Regions from separate parts of the Mus musculus genome. Here regions 2, 3, 4, 5 and 6 are each linked to region 1. Evidence: chromatin contacts called from public Hi-C, HiChIP or PLAC-seq and promoter capture Hi-C data. All regions are on one chromosome and are shown on one strand. Each heading gives the region's core, a stretch centred on a gene start, on an enhancer-like site or on the middle of the called end of the contact. The rest is flanking DNA. Distances are from core to core; before and after follow the strand shown.

Region 1 (3,207 bases), core at 225-2,724:
GAATGCCTCAATACCGACTTGCCAGCACCCAAAGGAAATGCAGCCCACAACTAAGGAAAAAAATTTTAAACTTGTTTTAATCACAACAGAATTAAGACACACATATTAAATGTCACATGAACACTAAGGAGAGCTAACAATCGTTTAAATAGGGGAGATTGGATTTCACTCTTAAATAGATGGAACCAGATCTTTGTATTTTATTACTTAAGGCAGCAACAGCAGGCTACATTGGAACTGAATTATTGGAACTGAGTTATTAGCCCTGAATTTGAAGGTTAATAAGTCTTTGGCTTTAGAAAAATCCAGACACTGTTCCACATAATTATGAGACGCAATTAAAATTATGTTTTAATTTCTGCAACCTCTTTTGAAGGTATTTTTATGTGCGTTCATTTTGAAATTTCTCAGTACCAATCCCTTGCTGGTGAAATTACTAAAATCAACAGCCACCAGCATCCAGTCATTTTCTGAACCAGAAACACATCCGACAATTTTCTTCAAATCTTGGAATAAACTGTCTTTCAGACAGCCAGCTCTGAGTACTTCGGGGAACTAGATATAGTATTACAACCCAAAATTAGAGTTATCTAGCACCTTACAAAGCAGTCAACCCCTCATTTGCAGAAAGAGAAAATGTGACGCCAGTGGAGGAGCACTAGCTTGGGTCCAACAGCTGGTGAAGCCTGTCATCTCTAGTCCTTCCCGGGGGTCCTCCTCTACCGGAGCCCCAATGCACGCCAGCACCCAGGAGGTGAGGAAATGGACACCTCCACACCGCCAAGGCTAGCAAAAGGTCCAAGGTAAAGAGAGGGGCAGCACCTCTTGCTGCCAGTGGGTAAAGCAGGCAGGTCCGTTACACAACGTCTCCTAGCAACAACCTCCTGAGGGAGGGGTAAAGACTGACGATGGTTCTCTACAGGTAGAACTGGCTCAAAAATAAAAACCCCAAACCCCAGGTTAGGCACGCACCCGCGCCACCCGCGCAAAAGCTGGCAACTGTCAGTGCCCGCACCGCGGCATTCCGGGACCAGGAGCCCGACTCCGCCCACCACCCCGACGGTTCAGCCCTCGGGAGGAGAGAGGCGCGGAGATCCAGACACCTCCCGCAAGAAAGCTACCTGAGACTCCGCCGCAGCCCGCAGCTCGCCACCCACCACGGTCCTTCAGCTTACTTCCGGGGTCAAGTCGACGTTCGGCCGCTCCAGATCCCGGGTCCCAGGCCTCAGCCCCCGCCCCTCTAAGTCCCGCCTCCACTGCCCGCCGGGTTTCGGCCCCAGTGACTTCCGGAACGCCGCGCGTCACTAGGCAGTCTACCAGTACTTCCGGAAGCCTTGAGCCCCTCCGCCAGCCCGGTGCGAGCGAACCAGATGCTCCCGTGGATTTGATTGGTGGGTCTGGAGCGTACGTCTCCTCTGATTGGTGTTCGGGAAATCTGCCCGGGTTGGCGCGGCCGCCCGCTGGGCGTCAATCATTTTCTGCTTTCCTGCGGGTTGCGAGTGTTGGCGGCAGAATCATGGAGGACATAATGCAGCTCCCCAAAGCGCGCGTCAACGCCAGCATGTTACCACAGTATATCGACCGGCCCGTGTGCTTCGTGGGGAAGCTGGAAAAGGTGCATGCGGGTTCGGGCGAGAGGACGGGACCACGGCCACTCGGGAAGGACTGCGGGGTCGGGAGCTGAGGCTGGGAGCAGGTCACCTTTAAGCAGCATTGCCCTCCAGCTTGCTGTAGTTTTCACAAGAAGAGCTTGTGGAAACTGCTAAGCCATTGCAGCAACATTTTGGTGCCGCTTCTTTTATGTCCCCAAAACTGTTTGGAATGACCTTTTAGATCCAAGCGCTCCGCGCCCCCTTTCTTTATTTACCAGGAAGGTATTTACAAACCTGGCTCCTCTGTCTGTTGTTCGAGTTTTTGTTTTAGCCAGACTTAGCTTCTTGCTTCCCTGTCTTTTGCAGCCGTCTCTATTTATGGGCCTAGTTTTTCTACTTTGCAGTCGTCTCCCTATGAAACATTTCTTGATAGCCCCTCCCATATTCTATAGATACCTTGTATCTAGCCCAGTCTTAGATTGCAGCCTCGTCCTTCCTATAGGTAAAAATTAAGCCCAAAGGCCCAGAAATTGAGAGTGCCGAGGGAAAGAAAATCCTCTGTAAGGACTTACCTGCTAGGTCATTTCATTCACACATTTTCTAAGGGAAAAGAATTTCTAACTAAACAGGTAGGCTGACTGAGCTGCTCAAACCTCACATCGAGTGGCAGAGCTCAGTTTCAAGGGAAGTCTTCCTCAGATCTGGCAACCAGTTCTTTTAGATCATCGTTCTTAATTTTAAAAGAAAGTATTCTGAGCCGGGCGGTGGTGGCGCACGCCTTTAATCCCAGCACTCGGGAGGCAGAGGCAGGTGAATTTCTGAGTTCGAGCCCAGCCTGGTCTACAGAGTGAGTTCCAGGACAGCCAGGGCTATACTGAGAAACCCTGTCTCGAAAACAAACAAACAAACAACCCCTCAAAAAGAAGGTATTCTGTGAGATGTACTAAATCAAGAATGTTGGCAGAATTTCATTAGACAGTGAAAGCCTCGTTTAGTTTTAGTGTACCAAGTGTCTTTTGCAAATAAAAGAAACCACACAAAACACTAAGCAAATATTTGTTGTTTATTAGAAATTCAAAATTAACTGGGCTTACAATCATCTGATCAGGTAATAAGATTATAACTTGAACCAAATAAACTGTCCAAAACCCCTATTACTTTATATTCAACCAAATGAAACTTCAGGGAATCTTTTAAATATTCATTTCTGTAGATTCTGTTTTCTAAATCTATGGCTTTTTGTCTTGATTTCCTTTTTTAGATTCATCCCACTGGAAAAATGTTTATTCTTTCAGATGGAGAAGGAAAAAATGGAACCATTGAATTGATGGAGCCAGTATGTTTTAAGTGATATGCTCTCATATTTAATTTTTTGGGGTTTCTTATTATTTCTGATTTGGGGGTGGAAATGTGAAGATTACACTTGTATAACTTTAAAAATCAAATTCATGCTCTCATATTTTGTCTTATTTCCATTTCTAAACTTTAGTGATTCTTAGGGCTCCAACATTTCTGAAAGTGTCCCTTAAGTATTGGTTGGATAACAATTTTTATTCCTTAAAAAAAAAATCCAAAAAATACATGTGAAAAATTTTTTAAACTGCTTCTTCCATAA
Region 2 (3,207 bases), core at 464-2,963, 490 kb before region 1:
TTGCAGGACCGGTTTGCTCAAGATAAGTCAGTTGTCAATAAGATGCAGCAGAAATATTGGGAGACCAAGCAGGCCTTTATCAAAGCCACGGGGAAGAAGGAAGATGAACATGTGGTTGCTTCTGATGCAGACCTGGATGCCAAGCTGGAGGTAAGTTCTCCATAGCTCTTAGCTTGACCCAGCCACGGCACCTTCGTGAGGAACATCTAGGATCAGGTCAGCTCAGTACTAGCATATTTTTTAATCTACAAACTCTCCCTTGCATGTCTCTCTTCATGGGTTGTGTTTTCAAGCACTAAGTTGGAATGCATGAAATATCGTAAATTTAAGTAAGCGTTTGTTGAAATACCAAGCACAATCAAAGATTTACTCATTACATTTCAGAAACCACAGTTGAACACTCAAGCCAGGCAAATGTTTAGTTAACAGCAAACAAAATGACCTGTAAGGTAGATTCTAGAAATACTGGTACTAAGCCATGGAAAATTCTAGAATGAATTAACTAAGCAGATATTTAGTTAATCTGTGTAGCAAGTGTTTTAATATCAGGTTGATTACTGGGTTAGTATGATGAATAAAAGGCCTGCTGCATTATTGTCTTGCTGAGCATTTTTGCTTTTAGTTCTCATTACAACTTGAAAGCAAACATCAGTTCTGTGAGTGACAGGGCACTGGGAATAATAGTGTGGTCAATGGACGATAGTCTATAGGGTCTCTAAGTTTACTATGGCAGCTAAAGTTAATGAGCTGAACATTAATGAGGCTGCGATTAAAAGCTCAAAATTTCCAAGCCTTCTCAAGAGTCTTGAAACCTTAGCAAAGGGCTCAAAGCACATACAGGGTAGCTGTCAGTTATACAGGATGGCCTTTTGTGTCTATGAATCTGAGGGCAGAGGCAGATCCAGAGAAAGCTGCAAAGCTTTGTTAGGAGAGATGGGCTGGCCTTGAGACCGTAGATGCCCTGCCCTGCACAATGGGATCTGAGCTACTGTTGCCTTTGTAACAAGAATCCTTAAGTGTTCCAGCTACTATGGGGGTTAAATTAGATATGATTCCAGTAATGCATAGAATTGACTGAGTGTTTGTCATGTCTTGACAGCCTAGTACCAGAATGTTCCTGATAGACCTGACCTCTGCCTCCTTCCCCTGGGTTCTCCTCTCCTCCCCTCTCCTCTCCCCTCCCCTCCCCTCCCCTGCCCTCCCCTCCCTTTTCTCTTCCCTCTTCTTTTCCCTTTTCTCTTTTCTCCCATTCTTACACTACTCACACCACATTACAGACACTAAGGTCTTTTCTCAGATCTCTCGGTATAACCAGCTAGTTCAGGCTTGTCAAAGCCATTTCCTTGCTCTGCCTGGACACTTTGCCCTGTATCTTTCCTTGACTGACTTGATCTCATAGTTCTCACATCCTAAAGGTGAAAGTCCCTGGCTGTCTACCCACAGACTGGCTGCTCACTGCCACATGGCCTGGCTTCCTTTCGTATAGCGTACTTATTTCTGCAACAGAAACCCCTCTGGTGGGTAATGCACTATGAGATGGGGCTAAATCCTCTCATGCGCAGTCCTTGGAAAAAGTCTCAGGTGTGAGTTTGTTTGCCTGCCTCCTTGCCACAAAGAGGTCAAATTCCAAGTTAGCTCTTACTCACCACTGTGCTCCCAGCCTGTCCCAGGCGCAGTTTCAAACTGAATGACTGTGTAAATACTCACTCTATGTATGTTAGTACAGACAGTCTCAGTTCTCGACCATTTCTCTCTGCCACTGGAAATTGTGAAACAGAAGCCATGGGGTTGCTGCTTCTGAAGAGGTTCACCTTAGAACAGGGTAGAAAGAGGAAATGTCTTTTCTGATATTTGTATTGTAAATACAGTTTAAGCCATTCGAAGCTGAAGCTGTTTGTTTGTTTTTTGTAAACAATCTAGTAAATACAAACATTTATCCAAAAAGTAATTAAAGCTTGGCATAATGGTAGTCCTGTAATCCCAGGAGGTTGAAGCAGGAGGATTACCCATTTGGGCTTCACAGCAAGAACCTGTCTTAAAGACATAGTCATTTAATATTTAATTTAATTTACTACTCTCTTAAACATCTGGAGGTCCTTGCGGCAGCACTTTTATTGATGCAAGTATGCTTTCATCTAAGTATCCGCTGTCATAGGCTATGCATCCAGCAGATCTGGACTTAGTGTTTTGTCTACCCAAGGGATTTCTGTTGCAAAAACATTAATATAGGTACAGATGCGTAGAGAGAGTGGGTTGACCAGTTAGAACATGAGAATTATATGCAAGCTGTCATGGAGTGCTCTTACACTGGATGGCCTGTAGAAGGCTAATTTACTCTGCTGGCCCAGAAACGAAGTGCCCATACAAAGCTTTATTAGGGACTGTGGAAATGTCTGGTGCATAAACACATGGACCTGAGGTTAGATCTCCAGCACTCATGTGAGTAGAAATTCTTGTTGTACAAGCCTGACAACACTAGTGTGATCCCCAGAACCCACTACACTAGGGAGAACTGACTCCTCAAGTTCTCTTCTGACCTCCACCTGCACAGTATGTTACACCATATACACACACACACATACACACACACACACACACACACACACACACACACACACCATACATACATACATACATACATACATACATACATACATACATATACACACACAATAGTATTGACAAATCAAATCAAATTTTAAAATAGGGTGATTTACCACAAAGGAAGTTATACAACATTGACCTCTACCCTCCTTATATATAAATACAAGACATTGAGAAGTTAATATATAAATATTATGTTCAAGTTTAGTTTTTTAATAGCTTCCAGGACTCAGTGGACTATTTCAAAGATGGAAATGTTTGCTTTGAATATAAGTGCCTGAACTCACAGAATGAAACATCCCAAAGCTGCATTTTATTGCACCTCACCAATACCTTGATTTTTAAGAGGTCAGTAGTAAGAATGGGCCACATCATTACTCTTGGGTTCAAAAGTTAGAATTAGAACATCTCTGTTCTTACCCAGATGGCGTGTGGCCCAGAACACTGCTTTCAGGTGTTGGCAAAGAAACAAGCTGGTGTTTTCTGGTTTTTAAATTTCTTTTAATGGGGAAACACTTTTTTTTAACCTATACAAGTTGAGGGTGTAATTTAATAAATAAGTAAATTTGTTTCTTCATCAATTTGGTCATATGTATTATGAAA
Region 3 (3,207 bases), core at 496-2,995, 480 kb before region 1:
CAGTATACATTCATTTTGGCGTGCTCTTTGTTTACTGGCAATGCTTGAGAAGGAACCCAGGTCTTTGCCAGTGCCAGGCAAATCCTGAACCACGGAGATGAAGCTCTGACCCTCTCTTCCTCCCTCCCTCCCTCTCTTCTTTTCTCTCTTTCCCTCTCTTTCTTTTAAGCCAGGATCTCAGGTAGGCAGGTCTGCTGAGGACAACCTTGAACTTCTAACACGCCTGTCCTCTGCCTGGATTAAGCTGGATACCACCAGCCCTGGTTTCCTGTATTTGTGACAATGGAATCATATAGCCTATCTGAAAAAACTGACACACACTGTAGACCCTCAGTAACTGTGGCTTTCTTCTTTCCCAACTCACTTAAGAAAAAGTCCAAGCCTTAGTCTTGTTTCCACTAGAACAAACTGTAGGTTTTGATTGAGGTGTAATAAAGGTGGCCAGGTCAAGGATACCCAAGTCATGCCTATCCCATTCCACCCTCCACACAGGGCCCAAAATTCAGCAACAGAAGAGACGGAGTAGCCAGGAATGGAAACAGGAATGGCCACGCTGTGACTATCCTTCACTGACACGGGCTTGTTGCAACTTCAAATAAATACTGTCCAGGCCTGAGGCCGCCCAGCAACACAAATGGAGTGCTTCCCAATGGTCCAGTTCACTGAAAATGAAAGGATCAGAATGTGGGCAATCTCTGGTTGATCCCACCTTCACTCACATTTTGATTAGTATCTGTCTCCTGACAAGACATGTGCGTTTTAGACAGTGGTCTAAGTTCATGGGTTTATGATGCGTGCAGAATATCAGAATTTGGAACTGTTCTTTTCCTTTGTTTTATGATTATATCTATGCCCTCTTGTACAGGTTGGCCTTGAGAAACCCTTTGTGTCGATTTCACCAAGAAGTAGAAACTTTTAGACATCGGGCCATCTCTGATACCTGGCTGACAGTGAACCGCATGGAGCAGTACAGGACAGAATACAGAGGAGCGTTGTTGTGGATGAAGGATGTGTCTCAGGAACTTGATCCAGACCTCTACAAGCAAATGGAGAAGTTCAGGAAGGTAAGAAGTTTTTTGAGGGTTGTCAAAATGGCCACCTTGCTAGAAGGCAACCAAGTGTGATTTGAATCCCTCTGGTAAAACAGACATAACTCAAAAGCACCAAGGATACAATTAACCATTGCTGACATTTTTTTAAAAATGTGACAGAATAGCAATTAATGTGATATATAATTCTCTAAGGATAAGAGAGGAGACAGCTGGAAATTGCTGGGATTTTGTAGCTGGTTTTAATTGAAGTCAGATTTTCATATAATGTGCACTTTTTTTTATAAGGTTGTCACTTGTAGATGTCTCTTCATGCATAACTAAAAATCCAGAGCACATACATCTAGAAAGTGAAACTAGGCTGTTTAACAAGTCTTTCTAATTGATGATTCATGTTGAAACCAGCAAAACAATAACAGTTCTTTTATGACATATTCAGAGGCTCTGGGATATAGTTGTGTGGTTAGCTAGAATGGTATTGACTCTCCCTGCTATTGATCCCTTCAGAAATTTCTCTGAGCAACATTAGAGCAAAAGAAAATGAATATTCTGTTTAATTTTCCTGAGGAATAATAATCTTCGGTTCCTTAAAAAAGAAAAAAATAAGAAGAAAAATTACATTGTGTTAATGTAGCCAGTCGGAGCCTTTTGTCCACAGGAATCCAACCTACCACTGGGTGGCAGCCGTACACTGAACATGTGAACATGTGGCCTGATTCTGTAGTGGTTTGTACAATCTTGGTAGTTCTTTGTTTGGGCAACTGAGTGTGTTTTAGGGCATAAAAGAAAAAAAGGGGCCAAATGTTGGGCTTGGCATAATATTGTGTCAACTCCCTTAGTCACTTCAACTGATCCATTCATAATTAGAAATGTTGTTTAAAAGGCTTAGACTCCTTTTTAGGGACATCACTTTGGAACTATGAACCTGGAACCCTGGCTGGTATGTAGAAGGTTGAGCCGGGAGTCAAGGAACAGACCAAAAGAGCTTCTCTTGTTCAAGACAGTGGTCACTGCTTCTTGACCTAGGTACTAGAGCAACAGAAATTCCTCTGGAAGTTTTTCTTGGTTTGTAGTTCAGACTCCCTCCCTGTGAAGGGAACCAGCCTCATTTTCTCTCCTTTTTTTTTTTTTTTTTTTTTTTTAACATGTCAGCATAAGCCTTCTCTGAAAGGCAGGCTGGCTGCCCAGGCAGAGGTGAGACTGTGAAGTTTATCTCATCTTCGAAGAAGATGTAAATGGAACTCATTCATCCTTTGAAAGAGAAAAAAAATATCAGACGTCATGGTAGTAAACAAATCAAATGTTTTTGGTTCGGTAACTAGATGCTGGTGACCCCAGGCTGTTTTGCAAGTTTTCTGACTTCGTAATTAGGCCAGTCATTTATTTTGTCATTAGTATTTTATTTGGGGATTGAGGATAATGGGGGTGGAATTGGTATTAGGAAAAAGAAAGAATGAGAGAAAAAAAAAAAACTGACTCCAGAGCACATTGCTGATGACGTGCAGCCTTAATGTTTACCATAATCAACACACATTTTTTTTTCTTTTGTAGAAAGACCCATGGTAGGTAGCTAACCTGAGGTCGAACAAGGAAATGGAAGCCAGAATCTTTGAAAATAGATACAATTTCCCCACCAAGAGACAAAGGAAGTCAAACAGTATACCTAGAAGTGGCACAGGCAGTTTCATAGTAACACCTGCTTGCAAGCCCTTTGTTCAGTGCAGAGTTTCTGGGTCCCTCCAGTGTGCCAGGACAAGAAAACAGTTATTCTGGAAGGCCAAAGAATTTTGTGGGTGTTTGTGTTTATCTGGTTTTGTTTGGTGGGAGGTGGTTGCTAGCTGTTTAAGACTGAAACAGAAACCAAGTTCTTCGTCATTTGGTTTGAACATAGAAACATTTGCCATCGTTTAATGCCATCAATCTCCATCCTGGAAAATATGGGTAGGTTTGGTTTTTATTTTGAATCCTTTACTGCGAAGTAGTAGCTGAAGCTGTGCCTGCCCCCCCTAATCCTGTGTGTGCTGGATTCAATTTAATAGCTGGATGTGGTGAACTTGGACTTGGGGATAGAATATTTTTGAGAGAAGAGTGATCTTCAAGCGTAATTTTTGGTTATTCTTGACTCGAGGAGAACAGGAGACTGCATTGGTTCTCTCCA
Region 4 (3,207 bases), core at 403-2,902, 460 kb before region 1:
TTAGCATGCTGTTTCATATTCATTACTTTATCAAGGCTGCATGGAAGTTCAGTGAGGATGTGGTTTGTCTGGTTCAAAGGCAAGACCCCTAGGGCCACAGGAGTCTGACTTGTCCATAGTCACAGGGCCATACTAGACTTCCAGCCCAGGTATTGAACTCCAAAGCCAATAATCTTTCTACTCTTTTTCCCTCAATTTCTTCATGATCCATATAGTGTGTCTGTGTGTATAGTAGTAGTTCTCCGTGAAAGACAATGTCCCTGAGGTAGAAGGGCACCTTTATTTATGTTAGAGTAGTAGCCATTGCCTTCCCATGCATTGTGTTCTCTGGCCTCTGTATCACAGACCCCATGAGCTGATTTTACTAGCACACTTAAGGAATCTTTGGATATTTTCCTGTGAAGGCATTTGTCAGTCTCGGTATCCTCTGAACACCCACACATGTCTCTGTTGAGCATTTAGCCCTCTCTTTTACCTTGTCCCACAAATGTCCTTTTGAGGTCAAACTTCTTTGAGAGCTTGGATTTCTTAGAGTCATTCCTTCAAGAGTAGGCTTTAATCTTGATACCAAAAGTCTGGAAAGGAGGTCAAAGACTTATAGTTAGAAAAATAGATGTCACCAAGGCATGCTACTGAGCCCCAGATCCTGTGCACGCTGGCTATGGCAGACCTAAGGCCAAACTTCTTCTGAAAGGTTTTCACTGTTTAAAGTCACAGGAGCCCCACAACAAACTGCCACTCGAGGATCAGCTGACTCTAGTCACCTTACTCTTCCACTGATGCTGAGTTTATCAGTCCCCTGAGAAACAGGTTGGATATGGAGAATCCTGGGTCTCACCTAAGGATTTTGACTCAAGAGGCTTAGGCAGGAACCCAGGGATTCCCTGAATGGCTCCATCCATTACACTTAGAAACAGTTTTCCCAGGAAAACATGATGAGACAGCTAATGGCTGATTTAACAAAAAAGTTATAGTCTGCTTAAAAGACCCAAAGTTTCTCTCTTACAACTTGTTTTTGTTAAGTAAATATGACTTACATGCAAAAAAAAAAAAAAAAAGTCAGTTAAACGACTTAACTTCCTAAGAGTAGGAGCCTATCACCAGTGTTCTGTTTAGTATTCATTGTTACGTTAGCCCCAGGACCTGGAAAGTTACGTACCCTATGCACTCAAATAGTATATGTTAATAGTATTAATCATGTTAAATGAAGTTTTCTTCTTTTAACTATTTTTCACCAACCCAGTGTTTACCACATTCGCTCAGAAAACTACAAGATGTAGAACAAAGCTGTGAGTCAGTTAATATCTAGACTCCTCAATAGCAGACAACTCCAGGAATTAGCTCAGGTACAAACTGGGCATTTCCCAGCATCAGTGAGGTGTGGAAATGTCCTGATGTGCAGATTGGAAGTGCCTGCTGAGCCGTTGTATGCATTTCTCCTCAGCTTCCTTCTACCTTAATGAGGTTTGCTGGCCAAAGCTGGCCAGTCCTCAGAGGACTGGACCTACGGAGACACAGCAGACTTCACCACCAAGCCTGAAGATATTTCTGTTGTCTGCTGCGAGCCAGCATGATTCATAAGGAATAGCATCCTAGCTTTGAGGCGATGTCTATACCAATTTGAGGAACAAGATGTTTACTTATCTGCGAAAGCATACGAGATGGTCTAAAATAGGAAGCCTCATCATGTATTCCCGGCATGGCATTTGCATGCCTGTGAGACTGCATAAGAACCAATGAAGTCAGAAATGAAGAAAGTTGGGAATATAGCTCTTTGATTTTGGTTTTTTGGTTTTGTTTTTTGTTTTTTGTTTTTTGTTTTTTTTATGTCTAAACAGTCTGAAAACAGGACAAACGAAACTTTGTTGTTGAATGTACCAGTAGAAATGCTAACAAAATTAGCAAACACATAAAGTTTTATTTCATGCCAACTACAGTTCTAAGTATTTTATATGAACAGTTCACTAACATTTCCCAAGGTGTGTGTGTGTGTGTGTGTGTGTGTGTGTGTGTGTGTGTGTGTTGGGGGAGGGGTGGCAACAACTACTCATTCTTCACAGAGGTGGTTCCCAGGCTGAGGGAGTTCACTTTCTCAATGAGACACTGTTCGGATATGGGTGGGCCAGGTGGGAATGGCTCTAACTTTACGAAGAACACGTGGTCACACACATTGCATTTTCTGGAACAAAAAACAGTTTATCTATAAGTGTGATGGGTCTTTCTAGACCCGTTGATTCATTTGGGTTAAGGAGCCTCTTTGTTTCAGTTTAAATGTTTAATCCACTCAACATTTGCCTTTGTCCTAGTAGCACTGGTTTCAGTGGTATCTTTGGGGTTGCTCTTTCAGAAATCTAGCATGCTGTCCTCCTAGGAGCACACGTCTAGAAGTCTTAGACCATGTCTTGGGAGTATGCAAGGGATATGGTGTCCTTGGGCCACTCTGTCCTCCAGGCCCCTTGCTTATTTCACTCAGGCATGGCTAGTCTGCACCTGGATGGTGGTTCCTGAAGCTCACGGGCTACAGTAATGTTAGTCTCTTTCTTCAACTTCCAGATACATCAGCTGCTTTCCTTGTTAAATCTCTGTAGCAACAACTTACATGGATTTCCTTTTGGCCACTGGACCAGGGTTACTCCCTGGCTAGTACCCTTAGCCGCCTCTATTTTCTCCATGGACATCTGAGATCCTTTGAATTTATTTATCTCCATTCTCTCAAAACTCAAGGAGCCAATAGGAAGCTGGCCTTTCTTTTTTCCTCACCCACTGAATGGTTTGGCTTCAATGCAGTTTATCCTTTTGGAGCAAAGCCAGAGTTGTTCAGTAAAACCTCATGAAATCTCAAGCAGGCAGTGGGTAGACCAGACCATTTTGGGCTTTTAGTTTTCATTCCAAACTTTTCTTATGTGGCACAAAGTTGGGCATTGTATCTTCTTGCCCAATTCCCTGAAGTCCCTAGGTCTAGGCAGAGGTGAATGGACTTTTCCATTTCCTTTACTTTATTAACCAATTACCACCACCACTAGAACACAGCTGTTTCCCAAGCTAGCCTTGAACTTACGTAATAGTAGCCTTGAACTTGTAACTATCCTGACATATACATATACATATCCTGTATATACTTCCTGACTATCTGGTACTCTAGGCCTGGATCATAAGGCCTGGCTTATTTAGTTATTTTTGAGAAATTGCTCTATACCAAGGACATCC
Region 5 (3,207 bases), core at 530-3,029, 430 kb before region 1:
AGAATTACATACTGAGCATCAGAAGTTCACTCTGGACACATCTAGGACTTCTCAGTTGTAAGATTGTGACTGAAGAAAACTCTGACAAGCTTTCTAACATTTCATTGTTTTTGGTTCCATCCCAATACATTTCCCCCCAATATTGTACATCATTTCTAGCTTTCAGTAGCATTAAAATGAGTGAGGAAAAGTCTTGAATACATCAGTGGCTTTTGATATTTCATTAATCACCCAATACTACTGATAACATTGTTATTATTGTCATTGTTGATAATATTGTTATTGTTGCTCACACAAGGGTAAACAGAATAAATCTTTGGATAGTTGTCCAGTTTTTTATGGTTTACTCATGGAACTCTAACCCACTTCCAATGTTCTGTCTAGAATCTTAAGTCATGTGATTGCCTCTCAACCCTATTGTTGTGTTCATTGAGCAGCTCCAAGAAGACCACACCAGCCAGACAGTTCCATGTGAGGTTTATTGTAGGAGAGAAGGGCAAAGATGGCAGTGAAAAGAGGGAGGGGGCAGAGAGAGAGAGATCAGAGGGCTCTCCCTTTTATATGGATAGTAATGTAGCCTCAGGTAAAGGTTGGACGGAACCAAGTGGATTCTGGGAATATGGTGGCTGTTGCCTTGGCAACAGGTGTGTGGCTTGTGCTGTCACCTAGGTGTGATGTCACTAGGTTCAGAGCCACTCTCGATACCAACACTTATCCCCACATTGTTAGGATAGACTAAGCTTGATTATGGTACAAAGAGATACCCAAAATAGTTGAAGGATAGTGTCTAGGTTAGAAGGGTATCTTTCCATCAAAAAATCAAGGCACCTAGGCAAACAACAGCTTTGTAGTCCTGGACACTCACCTTCCATTGTTGGCCGGATATGACATCCCTATCTTTAGGCAAGGGAAAGAACACAAATCTTATGGGCCCCACCTGAAAATGATACTTGCTATCAGGGCCTATTCTGCCAGAGAAACTTTGTCTGGTGGATACACTTATTTTTGAGAGAGTCTAAGAAGATACAGAAGAGAGATTGGGTTTCAGAGAACAGTTAACTAACTCAGCCACAGGAGAACTTTCTTATCCTAGTGAGAGGCTGGTGTTGTCGGGCCTGTATGGTTCAAGAAGTGATTGATGGTCAAGGCACTGTGGATATAACCCAATTGTTCCAGGGCTGTTGATCTAGACCAAACTGGACTGTAACCATTTCCAGCAGGATGTAGCCCTCTCTCTTATTCCTAAGAGGAGATACTCTATAGAGAACAAAGCTGCCCCAGAGCGGAAGCATGTTCTGCAGAGGAGCTGACCATCATGTATTGGATGGCTTGTCTGTAAGCGTGGCAGTTACTAGTACTAATGGGCCATCAACAAACACAGCAGCAGTACACCATAATATAAAGTGCAGACAGGTTTAGTGTGTTCCATTCCTGGAACCCACAGAAAGGTAGACAAGAATAGACTCTACAGACCTGTCCTCTGACTTCTACATGCACACGTTTCACACACACACACACACACACACACACACACACACACACACACACACATCACTCACACTAATTGTTAAAAATCTGTTAAAAATCGCAGCAGAACAGTGGGATAAAAGGGAAGTGTTGGCCTCTTCTGTCTTCTGATTGTATGCTTCTTAGATTAGAGAGAAATTGATAAAGTTAGAACTGCGCCTTCAGTCATGTGACCCGAGTGAGTACTTCCACCAGTGATTTGAAAGAGGAAGTGAATCCAGTCAGTTAAGTTTTCTGATGACAGAATTAGTTTCTTAAGTTAAAAACTAAGAAGGGGGGAACTCACCAGCCTAGTAAACATTAAGGGCGTGAGGATGTGAGAACTAGCTTCATCTCTCAGAATCGGAGCTGCCTAGTCTGAGCTCTACGGGTTGGCATAATTCATTTGTGTCTGCTTTGGCTCCTTGTACCTCTGATCCTGTATCTGAGGATGCAATTCCACAGTGAGTGACAGTTGGGGTTCTCAAACAAGAAGCCAGATTCCCAAACTTTGAAGGCATTAGAATGTTAACAGTCAGTTAACAAAATGGCAAGGGAAAGTTGTCCCCAAAGCCCCATCACCATCATTTGGATCTGAGATCTGGCAAAACTAAGAGGTTTTCGGTGATGTAGTGAAACCAACTTAGATTTTTCCATCCCGACTCCACCCACTGTCAGTTGAGTACACTTGGGCACGTTGCCTAATTCATTTAACACCCAGTTTCCTTCTTCCCGACTGAAATAGTAACAAAGGCATGTTACAGGGGTGTTCTGCTATTCCGCTGGGAGCCTGTATATGTGGATCAGTGATGGCGAAGAGCAGCATCGTCAGAGAAAACCATGCATGCAGTACTCTGCACTGGGAAAGCTTGGGTGGATGGGAGAGCCAGTCACTGGTTCCAGGGACCTCCCTTTGTTCATTGGTGTCTCGAATGCCTGCAAACTGCAATGCACACCGCCTTCCCTTTATAAAATTAAAGATTGTAACCTCTGCTCCCTTGAAGTGTATAATGCAGACGTGAGCCTACACAGGTCTTTTCTTCTCTTTTCTACTGTGAGGAAAGCGCAGTATGAAATGGCTGTAAAATGGTGCACTCCAAGCTGACTCTTCAACCTACAACCTCCCTTTGACCTTTGGTTCCTAATCAAAACACCCCAGAACCCTGAACTTTGGAAAGCAGAGTAGAGAAGAAATCTGGTGGAGTTGTTTTTTGTTTGTTTATATTCTTTCCTTTTTTCTATGTACACTAGAAAATGTGCCTAAGTGTAAGTCACATGACATACTTTACAAATCCCTGGGTGAGCTGAATCTCTGGGGCTTTCTGGTAGTCCAGGTGGACACAAAACATTTGTCTAGTGTGAGTGGTGTTCATGTGTGTGGAGATGCTGGCTACTTATTGTCCTATAAATGGCACGTAGCTAGAAACCTGCCCTTGTCATGGCGCATTCATTATTGCCGAGGTGTTAAAGGTCTTACGTGGCTAGGCAGACATGAAATCAGTAGCGATTACATCCTTGTGTCTGAAGTGTTGATAACCATCACAGCTGCAGCATGAAACACGGCCTGGCTCCCTTTCCTTTCTTCTCTTCACTTCTTTATTGACTTCAGCTTTCTCTCTCTCTCTCTCAGATCTACCTGTCCACCAAGCTGCCCCCTTTAATCAAAAGTCACCTTGGCCAGTACACCCTGTCCAGTTCTTC
Region 6 (3,207 bases), core at 207-2,706, 270 kb before region 1:
ATGCAGTAGCATTTACTTTCATAAATATTGACAGTAAAGAACCAAATATGCAACTATGAAGCAGTTTATCCAAAATCGAGTGCTTCATTAAAGCTGGACTGGTGAAGAAGAAGACATCCTGAAGGAAAACAAAATGACACCATCAAGGCCAGGGAGGTTTTGGGTTTTGTTTTTTTGTTTGTTTGTTTTTTGTTTGATTTTTTTGGGGGGGGGAGGGGTTCGAGACAGGGTTTCTCTGTGTAGCCCTGGCTATCCTGGAACTCACTCTGTAGACCAGGCTGGCCTGGAACTCAGAAATCCGCCTGCCTCTGCCTCCCGAGTACTGGGATTAAAGGCATGTGCCACAACGTCCGGCTTGTTTTGGTTTTTAAAGGACAGGTAAAACACTGGTTCGTGTTTGCATACACAGAATTCATTACACGCCAACAATTCTACCAGTATTATACATAAAAGATTTCAGGAAGTAATGTCAAGAATTGAAAACAACTTGAAAATAAAGTAAATCCACTACTAGAAATATTTTAGAATAGCATCATCCTTTATTCCTCTAATTATAAAACTGGCCATTTCATCTTAATAATAGTCTACGAAAATTACTGATTGAACAGTTCTTGAATCAAGATTGGCAATTCCCAGTAGATAGAGTGGGGGTTCCAGTGTTTATTGACATCTAACTTTAAATTTTTAGCTTAAATAATGGGATAACCTTATATAATTCCAGTGCCCTGCAACCTGAGTGAAATAATCCAGATTTTAGTTTGGGAAACAACTTGTCATTAAAAATAAACATTAGAGTGGGGACAATTGGAATATAAACGTGAGCACCACCTCCAGATGTACTAGAGACTCATATCAATGTGGGAGGAAGATGAAACCACACCAACCTAATTACACAAAAAAGATGACTCAACTGTTTTTCTCTCTCCGCCTGCTTTTCTTAATTTTTCAGTGTAGCGATGAGATGGGACAACTGAACAAAATGTAAAACCACTCTGCAAACAGGGGGATCCTTGAGCTTCCCAGGTACTTCCGCAGATTGCTCTTATTTCTACGAGGCAGTCATTACTTAAGATATCTCTAAATGTTTTTAAAGATTATGTTTTCATTTTTAATCAGAGAGTAACTATATATGCTTTGGTTGGTGATACCTAATGACTTCCAAATAAATATATTCCATCACAGTCACATGATCAACTTGATGGGCTGTCTTGAAGCACTGACAATATGTTTGCCTATTTAACAAAGCAGACAAGAAAGAGTGAGTCTCCCAAGGAAAACTATCAGAGTAACTGCAAAGACAATTGCTGGTTAACCACCTTTGTTTAAGCTCTAAAGTAATGTTGGCTAATGCTAACTGCTACTATTTGAAAGCTGAGTGGGTTATCACAGTAACAGCCTAATGTGTGTCTTCCTGGCTGACAGGTGGACTCAGTATCATCACTCAGGGGCTCAGACTACCTTCATGTTTTAGTCACTATTCTAGACCTTCTCAGTCTTCTGCAAGAATCTATTTCAGCTGGCAGAGAAGGGAAGATCAAGTATAAGGAAGATCAAACTAACATTGAACAGGATAAAAGCATCATATGCCATTTAGCTTGTTTAGCTGTAAGGAGTAAGGCTACAAACTATACTCTACAAGTGGACTTATAGGAGGAAAAAAAAGAGGATTTAGCAAAAAAAAAAAAAAAAAAAAAAAAACCAGAAATGTTTACTACAGAAAGGTCTGAATTATCCCTAGGGACAGTTTGAATCAAGTTTCAAAGTCAGTCTCACTGGGCTATCATCATAATCTGCCACTGCAAACAGGATAATCTAAATTAGTCAACAATATGTTCTTAGTAGCTTTTTGAGGAGGTTATTTTCAAAAGTCTTATTCACCCCTACAAAAGACTGACTTTCACCGAGAATACCATAAATAAAATGTTCTCACAAAAAGACTTTAAAAAAAATGTTAGGATACATGTGTAATTTCTCAATGTGATCTCCTTACACAGGTTTAGAGAATAGTACAGGTTTACCAGAGATATGAGGTATGTCATTTCAACCAGTTTTAACTACACATGTATTTGTTTCACAACTAATAGGAAAAATACTTTGCTGAGCTGCATAAAACAAATTTTTTAAGCTAAATATTCTAAGTTTAATAGCAATTTATAAGACATGGTTTTAAACTACACTTTAATTTATTGTGCATATGTGCATATTTGCATCACATATGCAGGTTAGAAGACAACGTTCCAGAGTCCATTAACCCCTTCCACCATGTGCGTCCAGAGGACAGAACTCAGATCAGGCTCAGAGCAGACATCTTCGCCTGCTGAGCCACATCACAGGCTCCATAGAAGGTCTTTGATAAACTAAAACCTCTTGGTAAGCAAGGACCCCAGCGCTAGTGTCTGCTCTAGGTTATAGAATTGGGAACCTTTTGAAGACTAGTGTATTTTCAAATGCCGAGTATCATCAATCTCACTCAAAGATCAGCACCTTCTATCCAAAACGAACTATACTCATCATTCTCTTCGACTTTTAAAAGAACACTGATTCTCTTAGCAGTGTTTGTTCTAATCTGTGGAGCACACGGGAAATAATATAAAATTTCAAACAAGTTGATAAACATTAAAACATTTGAATAGAGGAAGATAGTTGGTGGGTAGGGACATCCAAAAGTGACTACTCTCACGAAACTGACACTTTTTTGTAAGACCACAAGTGCTTAAATAGCTGCAACAAAACAAAAAGATATGTGGTTAGTGCTTCAAAAGATAAAGATAATAACAATTACCTCCACCTGAAAAAGGTGGGGATATTTGAAGGCTACTTGAAAAGATTTCAGGAGTTTTCGGCAAAAATGCATGTATGTTAGAGAAAGAGACATTCCTAACAGGGACCATGAATTCAAAGCAAAGAGTGACAAACGAACATTTACTTAATAAACTAAAACAAACAGAACATTTTCTTAAAAACTGCAAGTTCAACCAAGCAAGAACACAGGTACAAAATGAATGTGTCAAGAGTGAATCTTTTATGTCAAACTAAACATAGTAGAGTTTATTTCTTATTAACCTTAACTTAGAAACCAAAAGAAATCTTTTACAAAAATAACTTTTGTTTCTTCTTCTAAAGATGGACTATAGTTAAGAGTAGAAAAATAGCAGAATTAAAGCCTAATGACAGGGAAAGACCTAAGTGGTATCAATTCCTAAGAGT

The links. Promoter capture Hi-C pulls out the DNA fragments that hold promoters and counts their contacts. A called contact is a pair of places that touch in the nucleus more often than the background predicts. HiChIP or PLAC-seq counts read pairs in DNA pulled down with a chosen protein or histone mark.
Region 2: a promoter capture Hi-C map of HPC-7-derived erythroid cells shows a contact between it and region 1, with 8 times the contacts expected there. The contact joins the enhancer-like site here to the promoter of Rpa3 in region 1. A contact is called at or near these places in 12 of 39 promoter capture datasets (the 3T3-L1 cell line, the HPC-7 cell line, HPC-7-derived erythroid cells and 8 more), 3 of 484 Hi-C or Micro-C datasets (bone marrow-derived macrophages, nephron progenitors and olfactory sensory neurons), 23 of 115 datasets of contacts at active chromatin or transcription factors (the 230-238 cell line, bone marrow-derived macrophages, craniofacial prominence and 13 more) and 3 of 9 other capture datasets (liver, macrophages and pancreatic islet).
Region 3: a Hi-C map of B cells shows a contact between it and region 1, with 48 read pairs. The contact joins the enhancer-like site here to the promoter of Rpa3 in region 1. A contact is called at or near these places in 12 of 39 promoter capture datasets (the 3T3-L1 cell line, 3T3-L1-derived adipocytes, the C10 cell line and 9 more), 4 of 15 datasets of contacts at CTCF or cohesin (the NIH/3T3 cell line, large pre-B cells, pro-B cells and 1 more), 25 of 484 Hi-C or Micro-C datasets (B cells, the C2C12 cell line, CD4 T cells and 19 more), 37 of 115 datasets of contacts at active chromatin or transcription factors (the 230-238 cell line, the HPC-7 cell line, the SCID.adh cell line and 25 more) and 3 of 9 other capture datasets (adipose tissue, liver and pancreatic islet).
Region 4: a Hi-C map of cortical neurons shows a contact between it and region 1, with 2.8 times the contacts expected there. The contact joins the enhancer-like site here to the promoter of Rpa3 in region 1. A contact is called at or near these places in 3 of 39 promoter capture datasets (the 3T3-L1 cell line, cranial neural crest and maxillary cranial neural crest), 2 of 484 Hi-C or Micro-C datasets (bone marrow-derived macrophages and cortical neurons), 22 of 115 datasets of contacts at active chromatin or transcription factors (the 230-238 cell line, the SCID.adh cell line, bone marrow-derived macrophages and 15 more) and 1 of 9 other capture datasets (liver).
Region 5: a Hi-C map of B cells shows a contact between it and region 1, with 31 read pairs. The contact joins the enhancer-like site here to the promoter of Rpa3 in region 1. A contact is called at or near these places in 4 of 39 promoter capture datasets (the C10 cell line, the HPC-7 cell line, hippocampal neurons and 1 more), 1 of 15 datasets of contacts at CTCF or cohesin (the NIH/3T3 cell line), 3 of 484 Hi-C or Micro-C datasets (B cells, bone marrow-derived macrophages and pro-B cells), 15 of 115 datasets of contacts at active chromatin or transcription factors (the 230-238 cell line, astrocytes, bone marrow-derived macrophages and 10 more) and 3 of 9 other capture datasets (adipose tissue, liver and pancreatic islet).
Region 6: a contact with region 1 is called in an H3K4me3 HiChIP or PLAC-seq map of the SCID.adh cell line, with 5 times the contacts expected there. The contact joins the enhancer-like site here to the promoter of Rpa3 in region 1. A contact is called at or near these places in 5 of 39 promoter capture datasets (hematopoietic stem and progenitor cells, hippocampal neurons, liver and 2 more), 27 of 484 Hi-C or Micro-C datasets (the AtT-20 cell line, the C2C12 cell line, CD4 T cells and 20 more), 12 of 115 datasets of contacts at active chromatin or transcription factors (the 230-238 cell line, the SCID.adh cell line, bone marrow-derived macrophages and 8 more) and 4 of 9 other capture datasets (adipose tissue, liver, macrophages and 1 more).

The regions. Positions count from the first base shown.
Region 1 is chr6:8,257,408-8,260,614 of GRCm38.p6, reverse strand. It overlaps Rpa3 (replication protein A3), which reads left to right and starts at 1,474. Exons shown (of 4, transcript NM_026632.4): 1 at 1,474-1,615; 2 at 2,854-2,928. The coding sequence starts at 1,517. It overlaps Umad1 (UMAP1-MVP12 associated (UMA) domain containing 1), which reads right to left and starts at 1,327. Exons shown (of 4, transcript NM_001302354.1): 1 at 1,122-1,327.
Region 2 is chr6:8,751,532-8,754,738 of GRCm38.p6, reverse strand. Ica1 (islet cell autoantigen 1) reads left to right here. Exons shown (of 14, transcript NM_010492.3): 3 at 1-150. Among named protein-coding and RNA genes, the nearest start is that of Ica1, 25 kb to the left of the region's middle. Within about 2 kb of position 1,713, at least 46 of the 459 cell types and tissues checked have an H3K27ac peak or open chromatin away from gene starts, as enhancers often do. A contact at or near this core is called in pancreatic islet, where this site is marked.
Region 3 is chr6:8,734,874-8,738,080 of GRCm38.p6, reverse strand. Ica1 (islet cell autoantigen 1) reads left to right here. Exons shown (of 14, transcript NM_010492.3): 6 at 866-1,064. Among named protein-coding and RNA genes, the nearest start is that of Ica1, 42 kb to the left of the region's middle. Within about 2 kb of position 1,745, at least 57 of the 459 cell types and tissues checked have an H3K27ac peak or open chromatin away from gene starts, as enhancers often do. A contact at or near this core is called in B cells, the G1E-ER4 cell line, the SCID.adh cell line and 10 more, where this site is marked.
Region 4 is chr6:8,716,561-8,719,767 of GRCm38.p6, reverse strand. All of the region lies in intron 6 of Ica1 (islet cell autoantigen 1), which reads left to right. Among named protein-coding and RNA genes, the nearest start is that of Ica1, 60 kb to the left of the region's middle. Within about 2 kb of position 1,652, at least 11 of the 459 cell types and tissues checked have an H3K27ac peak or open chromatin away from gene starts, as enhancers often do. A contact at or near this core is called in cortical neurons, where this site is marked.
Region 5 is chr6:8,685,918-8,689,124 of GRCm38.p6, reverse strand. The region is part of intron 6 of Ica1 (islet cell autoantigen 1); the gene reads left to right. Among named protein-coding and RNA genes, the nearest start is that of Gm35621, 64 kb to the right of the region's middle. Within about 2 kb of position 1,779, at least 64 of the 459 cell types and tissues checked have an H3K27ac peak or open chromatin away from gene starts, as enhancers often do. A contact at or near this core is called in B cells, adipose tissue, bone marrow-derived macrophages and 2 more, where this site is marked.
Region 6 is chr6:8,522,635-8,525,841 of GRCm38.p6, reverse strand. All of the region lies in intron 1 of Glcci1 (glucocorticoid induced transcript 1), which reads right to left. Among named protein-coding and RNA genes, the nearest start is that of Glcci1, 15 kb to the right of the region's middle. Within about 2 kb of position 1,456, at least 3 of the 459 cell types and tissues checked have an H3K27ac peak or open chromatin away from gene starts, as enhancers often do. A contact at or near this core is called in the SCID.adh cell line and group 2 innate lymphoid cells, where this site is marked.